2 separate regions of the Anas platyrhynchos genome follow, and region 1 is linked to region 2. A link is a contact called in public Hi-C data. All regions are on one chromosome and are shown on one strand. Each heading gives the region's core, a stretch centred on a gene start, on an enhancer-like site or on the middle of the called end of the contact. The rest is flanking DNA. Distances are from core to core; before and after follow the strand shown. Region 1 overlaps GARRE1 (granule associated Rac and RHOG effector 1). Region 2 holds the start of GARRE1 (granule associated Rac and RHOG effector 1).

Evidence for each region. A called contact is a pair of places that touch in the nucleus more often than the background predicts.
Region 1: a Hi-C map of subcutaneous adipose tissue shows a contact between it and region 2, with 2.6 times the contacts expected there. The contact joins the enhancer-like site here to the promoter of GARRE1 in region 2. A contact is called at or near these places in 3 of 8 Hi-C or Micro-C datasets (F1 follicle, skeletal muscle and subcutaneous adipose tissue).

Annotation. Positions count from the first base shown.
Region 1 is chr12:10,072,118-10,075,797 of IASCAAS_PekinDuck_T2T, forward strand. It overlaps GARRE1 (granule associated Rac and RHOG effector 1), which reads left to right. Exons shown (of 14, transcript XM_027466947.3): 8 at 1,309-1,406; 9 at 2,904-3,029; 10 at 3,587-3,680. Among named protein-coding and RNA genes, the nearest start is that of SS18L2, 12 kb to the right of the region's middle. Within about 2 kb of position 1,599, at least 7 of the 8 cell types and tissues checked have an H3K27ac peak or open chromatin away from gene starts, as enhancers often do. A contact at or near this core is called in F1 follicle and subcutaneous adipose tissue, where this site is marked.
Region 2 is chr12:10,028,466-10,031,874 of IASCAAS_PekinDuck_T2T, forward strand. It overlaps GARRE1 (granule associated Rac and RHOG effector 1), which reads left to right and starts at 2,095. Exons shown (of 14, transcript XM_027466947.3): 1 at 2,095-2,243. It overlaps GPI (glucose-6-phosphate isomerase), which reads right to left and starts at 2,032. Exons shown (of 19, transcript XM_072043958.1): 1 at 1,920-2,032; 2 at 1,657-1,718.

The DNA of each region.
Region 1 (3,680 bases), core at 349-2,848, 43 kb after region 2:
TAAACCATGAAGAAATGTTATGTGGTTGCACTGTTATTAATTGAGAGGTATTTTCATGAACAGATAATAGCATGGTGCCTCGTATAACTGTGCTTAGACACGTTTTTTACAAGTTGGAATAAACTTGAGCAAGTGTTCAGAGACAACTGGAGGAAAACTAAGTCCCTATGCTAAAATATTGAAATGATGGGAAAAAGTTGTTGAACTATCATTGAATTATTTTGCTAATGCAGGAGAGACAAAATCTCAGCACTATTTATATTTCACATTTCATAACTAGTAAAAGACAATGAGGTAGAAGTAGAACCAGTGTAGGATGATTGCAAAAAAGCCAGTAATGCCCCTTGAGGCTTTTTATACAGAAGGACTTTTTGCCATTTCAAGGATAAATGGTACAGCTAATCTGCTAGTCACTGGAGCAAGAACTGCTGAGTGCTGCCAAAAAGCTGCTGGTTCAGCATGACCAAAATAGGAAATTATGGAAATGATCAAAAAGGCCAGCCCATGCAGACTGGACAACAACAGAAAGCAGAAACCAAATATGGAACTTACTATCACTGGTACTGAAGTTTAAATGAAGCTGAAGTGAATCCATTCCTTCTCAGTTTCCATAAAAAGAGTTTCATGACAGCAGATTAATTTTCAAGACTTTCATCTTCCATATAAATTCATGATATCTTACAGAAAGCTGAGAATTCAACAAATTGAACAGTCACTTTTCTTCTCTTCACTACTATTAATTCCCTGTTATAAATAGTTCCATTAAGTAAAGAAATACTGGTATAAAATTTTGTAACCATGAGTGTGGGTGGGTGGAGGGTATGTTTGTTAAAAATTACAAGCTATGAGAAGAGTTTGACTAAATACTATTTGTCTGTATCATGTTGTGCACTGCAGTTAGGTTATTTACAGTATTTTAATAGGTGTTTGGCACAATTACTACCTTAATAGAGCTCAGACTTCTCAAATGTAAGGGCTGTTACACAAAGCCATTGATAACTACCAGCTGCTACCTAAAGCAGCTGGTAAGTACATGTTTGATATGTAACTATAGTATGTAATTGGGAGGAATTAAGTCCTTGAAATGTAGGCTAATGTATTAAACTAATAATTTGGTATGCTTTCTTTTCCCCCGCCCCCAAGATATTAAAATAGAAATCAACTTATAATGATTTTGTGACTTCATTTGTTTTTATGTGGTTCTTTCTGCACCTGTAGCATGGCAGGGAGGTGAGACGATTGCATCTGTAATACAGGGGTGATAAAATAGAACTAATTCTGAAAATCGTTTCCCTTTTTATTTGCTAGGTGGTTGTGGACACAGCACAGATTGAAAATAAAGAAGCCTACGCTCCTCAGATAAGTTTAGAAGGATCCAGAATTGTGGTGCAAGTTCCATCAACTTGGTAAATAAAAATACTGTATTGTAGATCATACTAGTAGGTATGGCTGTTGAAGTATATGGGAAGAAATACAATGCAGTATAAATGGATCGGGGAATACTATGATCTACCTTAAATTCCTTTGCCTTGTGCTGATTGAATACCACCACTTCTCACAGATTGACCAACAGCTGTACTTTCAAAGACTTTCAACAGTCTTTGTACTGGTGCTCCCTCTGTTGGAGGCAGTGGAAGGGAGGCAAGGCTGGTGCACTGCAACATTCCTCTGAAGAGAAGAATGTAAAAGCTGGATGATGAAAGAGGAAGTTAAATATAAATCCAGAAATATTCCTGTTATGCTCCTCCCTGGCAGGTCCCCACAGCTGTTACCACAGGAAGGTCAGGCATCAGATGAGACGAAGGCAAGAGCTTTGGCCCTCTTAACTGAGCTTTCTTTAAGCGCTGTTGTGAACGCAGAACTGTGTTTCGAGAGATGCCATCCCTAGTGGCTTAATTAACTGCCCAGGAAAGCATATTAGAACTAATCCTCATTCTCAGGCGAGGACTTCTCTTTTGAAACAGTAATTTGGAATTAGAACACTTCCTCTCTTTCTTCAGTATACTCAGTGTTATGGGTTTTGGTGCAACACAAATCATTCATGTGAATCCTTAGTGAGATAGCCTGTCACTAATGGTACCACTGGCATGTCCAGAAGTACAAGTCAGCCCATAGTCTGTTTATCCAAATTCATCTTTAATTCCTCTGCTGAGTAGAAACTGGCACTTCTGTTCTCTTTATATAAAGTGCTCTATTGTGAAAGAGCGAAAAAACTGCAGTGCTCTGAGCCAGGGTTTGTGTGCTCTGGAAGAGCTCCGCCTACTGACACACAGCAACAGCGCCTGTTTACTCTTCTGTGCTGGAGGGCTCGTTAAATACTTGATAAATGTGTCAATACATAGATTTAAGTTACTCTGATTTCACCTTAATTCTGTGCCATCAATGAAAAAAATTCAGTATTTCTGCACCTTCACAGCTCAGTAGCATGTTCTACAGCCTATTGGATATGCTGAATCATTTTTCATTCTGACTGTGTCAGGCTGGGTGTTTCTTAGCATTGAACTCCTAGATTGCACTCAAGATGCAAGTGTCATGCACTAGCATTTTTGTTAAGTTTGCTGAGCACTCTTGCTACTTTCTTAAAAATGGGTTTTTGTGTATTTGTTTTTTCTTACCTCTGTGCTTGAATTATGCCTGCTCAGCTAAAGAGATAATCCTGATTTTAAAATGAGCTTAAAATTGGATTAGCTGTATATTCAACAATTAAAAAGAGAAACTGGGACTGCAGGTGCTGTCCTTAGGAGCCCTTGGGTGTTCATGCATTATACTGCCCTACTAGTTGTACCTTTATAGGAGCAGCAGTAGTGTATAAATTAGCCTTTTATTATCTGACTAGCACGGTAAAATTGTTTAATGTGAAATACAAAGATTTTATTTTTAAATGTTAATGTTGATGATTACAGGTGTTTGAAGGAAGATCCAGCAACGATGTCTTTGCTACAGAGGAGTCTGGATCCAGAGAAGACTTTGGGTCTAGTAGACGTGCTCTATACTGCTGTGTTTGACATACACAGGTGGAAGGAGGGAAGGTACATCTCTTCTTGAGCCTCATGTTTCGCTTTTTCCAGTTTAAACAAAGCCATCATCATTGAAAAGGCTGTACTGTAGAGTTCGGATAGCACTACTTCATCAGAAAGGGAAATCAGTAGTCAAACTTCCATGCAAGAAACTGGGACTCTGTATAGGTACCTTGTACCTGTTTAACATACAGAGATTTTCTTTTAAACAGCAGCTTATCCATGTGTATGGAGGTATGTTTCTCTTGCGTTAAAATACGTATATATAACATATTTTAAAATAAATACCTCCGTTTAGGTTTTGAAGCACAATTAACGTTTCTTAAGGAAAGGAGAGTAATAAATGCTATTGCAAATGTTAGTAATAGTTCAAATTCTTACCATAGTAAGAAGCTGATGAATTTAGCAATCTGAGAGAGACCTTTGCTTTTATTTCTTCCACTTTCTATTACCCAAATGCACATTTTTCTCCAAAATACAAACTCAGTTAAATTTCTTTAGACAACCAATGGGATGTTAGGATAAATTAATTTTTTTAAGTGGTTTGATAAATGTTTTTGTTGATGCAGGGAGCAAGCTTTGCCTTGTATTCAGATCCAGTTACAGCGTGAAATCTCAGACTTTGGGAATCAAGTTGACATGCCATCTGGAAATGGAAGCAAA
Region 2 (3,409 bases), core at 845-3,344:
CACCGTATTACAATCTTCACATGACCAAAAACTGCAAGGTACGTGGCTTCGATATCAGAAGGGAAAGAAAATTCCCAGAACAGTTTATAGGTGGGAAACATCAATAGCTCAACAGGGATTACAGATTTCTTTTTGGACACGCCTGGACTGGATGAGCAAGAAAAGTCAAGAACGAGTGGTAATGTTTGCCTCAATAACTCCTGCTGGTTTTCTTTTTCCTACAAGAGTCTCCAAGGCTGCTCTGTTTTGGCTACGTGGCGCAACCTCAGTGCAAGAGCAACACTTGAGCTCCTGGAGAGCTGCTTGCAGCTAAAAGGCTCCAGAATGGCCACTCTGTTTCTCAATGATAGAAAATACAGGTATACCTAAAAACATGTGTGCTTGTCTGTGTCTCTCCCTTCTTTCTTTTAATAAACAAAACAAAACCAAAAAACAGGAGGTATTTTTGGTCTTTCTTTGGATTATTTTAAGATGCAGCCACAGATTCTGGCCTGGGAGGAAGGAAAATACATTGCAGTATTTTTTCTCTTTCCCTTCCTTTTCAGTTATTAATACTTTGTTCCAGTCAAAAACTTGTTCAAACCCCACCTGAGTCTTTATCTCTTTTTTTTTTTCAAATCAATGTTCACTTACCATTTAGCTAGTTAAAAGCGGAAAAAGGTACCTTTTCCAGCCCCTTATTGCACTCTCAGAATAAAAAGAATGCTCCAGCACCCGTCTCTGTTGAAGGAGCCAACAATATGACAGCCTTCTGTTGCCTTGCTTGCTTTCCAAGTATTTCCCAGGTATCTCTTAATTTGAGGACTAAATTTACCAGGAAGAGACAAGCTTAGTAGACATGCAAGAATCAGAAAAGTTCGGGGGCAACACATTGATGAGAAGCCCAGTCTGCCAGTAACCATCTGTTACAGAGAAGGAAACAAAGCCACAGATTGCTCCTAGGCAGCTTCCCACAGACACTGTTTGAGGACTATTCCTAGCTTGTGGCTAGAAGGTGTCCAATAAATTGTCAATTTTACTTCTTGCCACAGAGTTTTCTGATTAGCAGCACAAAAAATGAAAGAAGTTATTTATTTTCACTTTATCAGTATCATATTCTAATGTTTTGTTGCTTTTTTTTTTTGACATAGAGATCAGAGGCTCAGTCGTGTAAACAAAGTTTTTGCTTCTTTATATTCCAAGAACTTTTAACTATTTTCTCACTATTACATATGACCTTATTTTCTAACTTCTACCAACTATTTCTGTATGTTATTAACTTATTGTTCCATTTCAAATGTAAGGTTCTAAATAAACCTTAGAAATAAACAATAACTACCTTCTTCTAAGAACAACAGGATTAACAGGATTTTTCTTTGGAAATAGGATTTGAAAATACATTGAATTGCACAGCAAACCTTTTCTGTATACAGTCTTCATTAAGAGTGAGGAATAATAATAAACTGGTTCAAATTCACACAGCAAAGCCATCACGTACCAGGCCTGTTTTGGCTGGGGCAATTTGTAAGGCTGGCAGCACCATGATAATTATGCCCAAGGGGACTAATTCCAGATAACTTTGTGAGCATTTTACCCAATCCCCAAATAAAGGTTTAACAGTGGTGAACCCCATAGTTTCCCTGGCTAGTGACTTTAGACAGAAGAGGAATACAGTACTTTGCAGGTGCTGCTGGCGATCTCTGTCACCGATCATTCCCTCATGGAAGGACGCGCTGCACCTGACCATGAAACGACAGGACGGGAAACCTCGTTACTTGAGGTTAATATAAAATATGGACTGATTTTTATTATTTCCCCTCGCCCCTCGTCCTCCGCTCTGAAATAACGGCCTGCTCGTCCCTCACCCTCCCCATTTACACCCCAACAGCCGGGGCCGGGTCCCCTCACACGACAGGAGGCAGCCGGGGCCTGCCCCACACCTCGGGGGAGCTCGGGGTGCGTGTGCTCGTGTGGAAGGACCGAGGGCGAGCTCCTCAGCATCGCCCTGCCGGGACAAGGCCCCAGCCCCGCACCTCCCCGCTCACCCCTCCTCAGCTCCCTGAGGCGCCGCGCCCCCCCCCCTCAGCCCTCAGCCGCCCGCCCCGCTCCCGCCTTCCCCTTCCCGCTGTCAGTCGCGGCTCCGCCCGCCCCCGGCCGGTCCCTGCCCGCCTCCTTCCCTCCCCCGGCGGCCGGCGGAGGAGCCGCCGTTTCCGGAGTACACAGAGCGGCGCTGGCCGGGCGGCGGCGGCGGCTGTCGCGGGCAGGTGAGTGAGCGAGCGCCGCCGCCATGCCCCCGCTCCCCGCCGCCCTGCCTCAGCCCGCCCGCGGCTCCGCAGCCCGCGGGGCCCTGGCGGTGCGAGGCACCGGGCTGGCGTGGCCGGCGGTACCGCCGCTCTCCTCGGCTCTCCCGGGTGCCGAGGCGGGCAGCGGGCGCTCTGGGGCCGGGAGGAGCCCCCCGGCGGCTCGGCGGGAGGGCGGCGGTGCCCCGAGGCGCGGCCCGGGGGCTGTCGCCGCGCACCCTCGGCAGCGCCGGCCCGGCCCGGCTGTGGCGGCGGGGGTAGGCTCGGCACGGCTCGGCACGGGGCGGTGGCGAGGCTGCGGCCGCGTCCCCTTCTCCCCTTCCCTCCGCCGTGACCCGAGTGCGGGCAGCCCGGCCGGGCCTGCTCCTTGCGGGCGTTGCTGCGCCCCTTGGTGGCGAGCTGTGGCCGCCCGCCGCTCCCTCCGGCCTGCTCCGGCCCCGCGGCGAGCGACGGAGACCCCGCGGCGGGGACCTCGCCTCAGGGCGGCGCGGCTCTGCCCGGCCGCCTCCCGCCTCAGGGCCCGGCCGGGCTCCGTGGGCAGCCCCCGGGAGGTGCCCCCACAGGAGCCTGGCGCTGGGCTCCCCAAGCCCCCGGCCCGCAGCGGTGTCTCTGTGCTGCCGCCCGCTCTTGGCTTTCACCTGACGCCTGCTTCCAGCGCTATTCAGTGTTATTTTTAGTCCCTCGTGTCCATACTGCGGGCTGAGGAGGGAAACTCTCGTTTTGGGGTGTAGCTGGAAACTTAGCTGATATACCTTTGCTTTGCCCTGCTGGAGACAGGGCCTGCGAGGTTTTATCCCTGAGTGACGAGGAGCAGGTATAAATTGTCAGGTGGAGGTATGTTACCTCAGTAATTTGAAAGATTTTGAGAGACCTCTTCTGATTTTGTTTCAGGTGGAATTGCAAGCCTAGTTACAGGTACGAGTCAGCCATTATTATTAGTTCTCCAGAGGAACAGATGTCTGGGTGTCATGGTGAAGAGGGCGGCGTACATCAGCCCTCTGTAGTGGCAATAAGTGCCCGGCTCCTCACAGCCGGTCAGCCTGGGGCTTCAGAGGCACGTGTAGCTGGCAGGAGGTGCGGGTTTGGTTCCCAAAATGGCACTGAGCCTTGTAACAGCCAGCGTGGCTGTT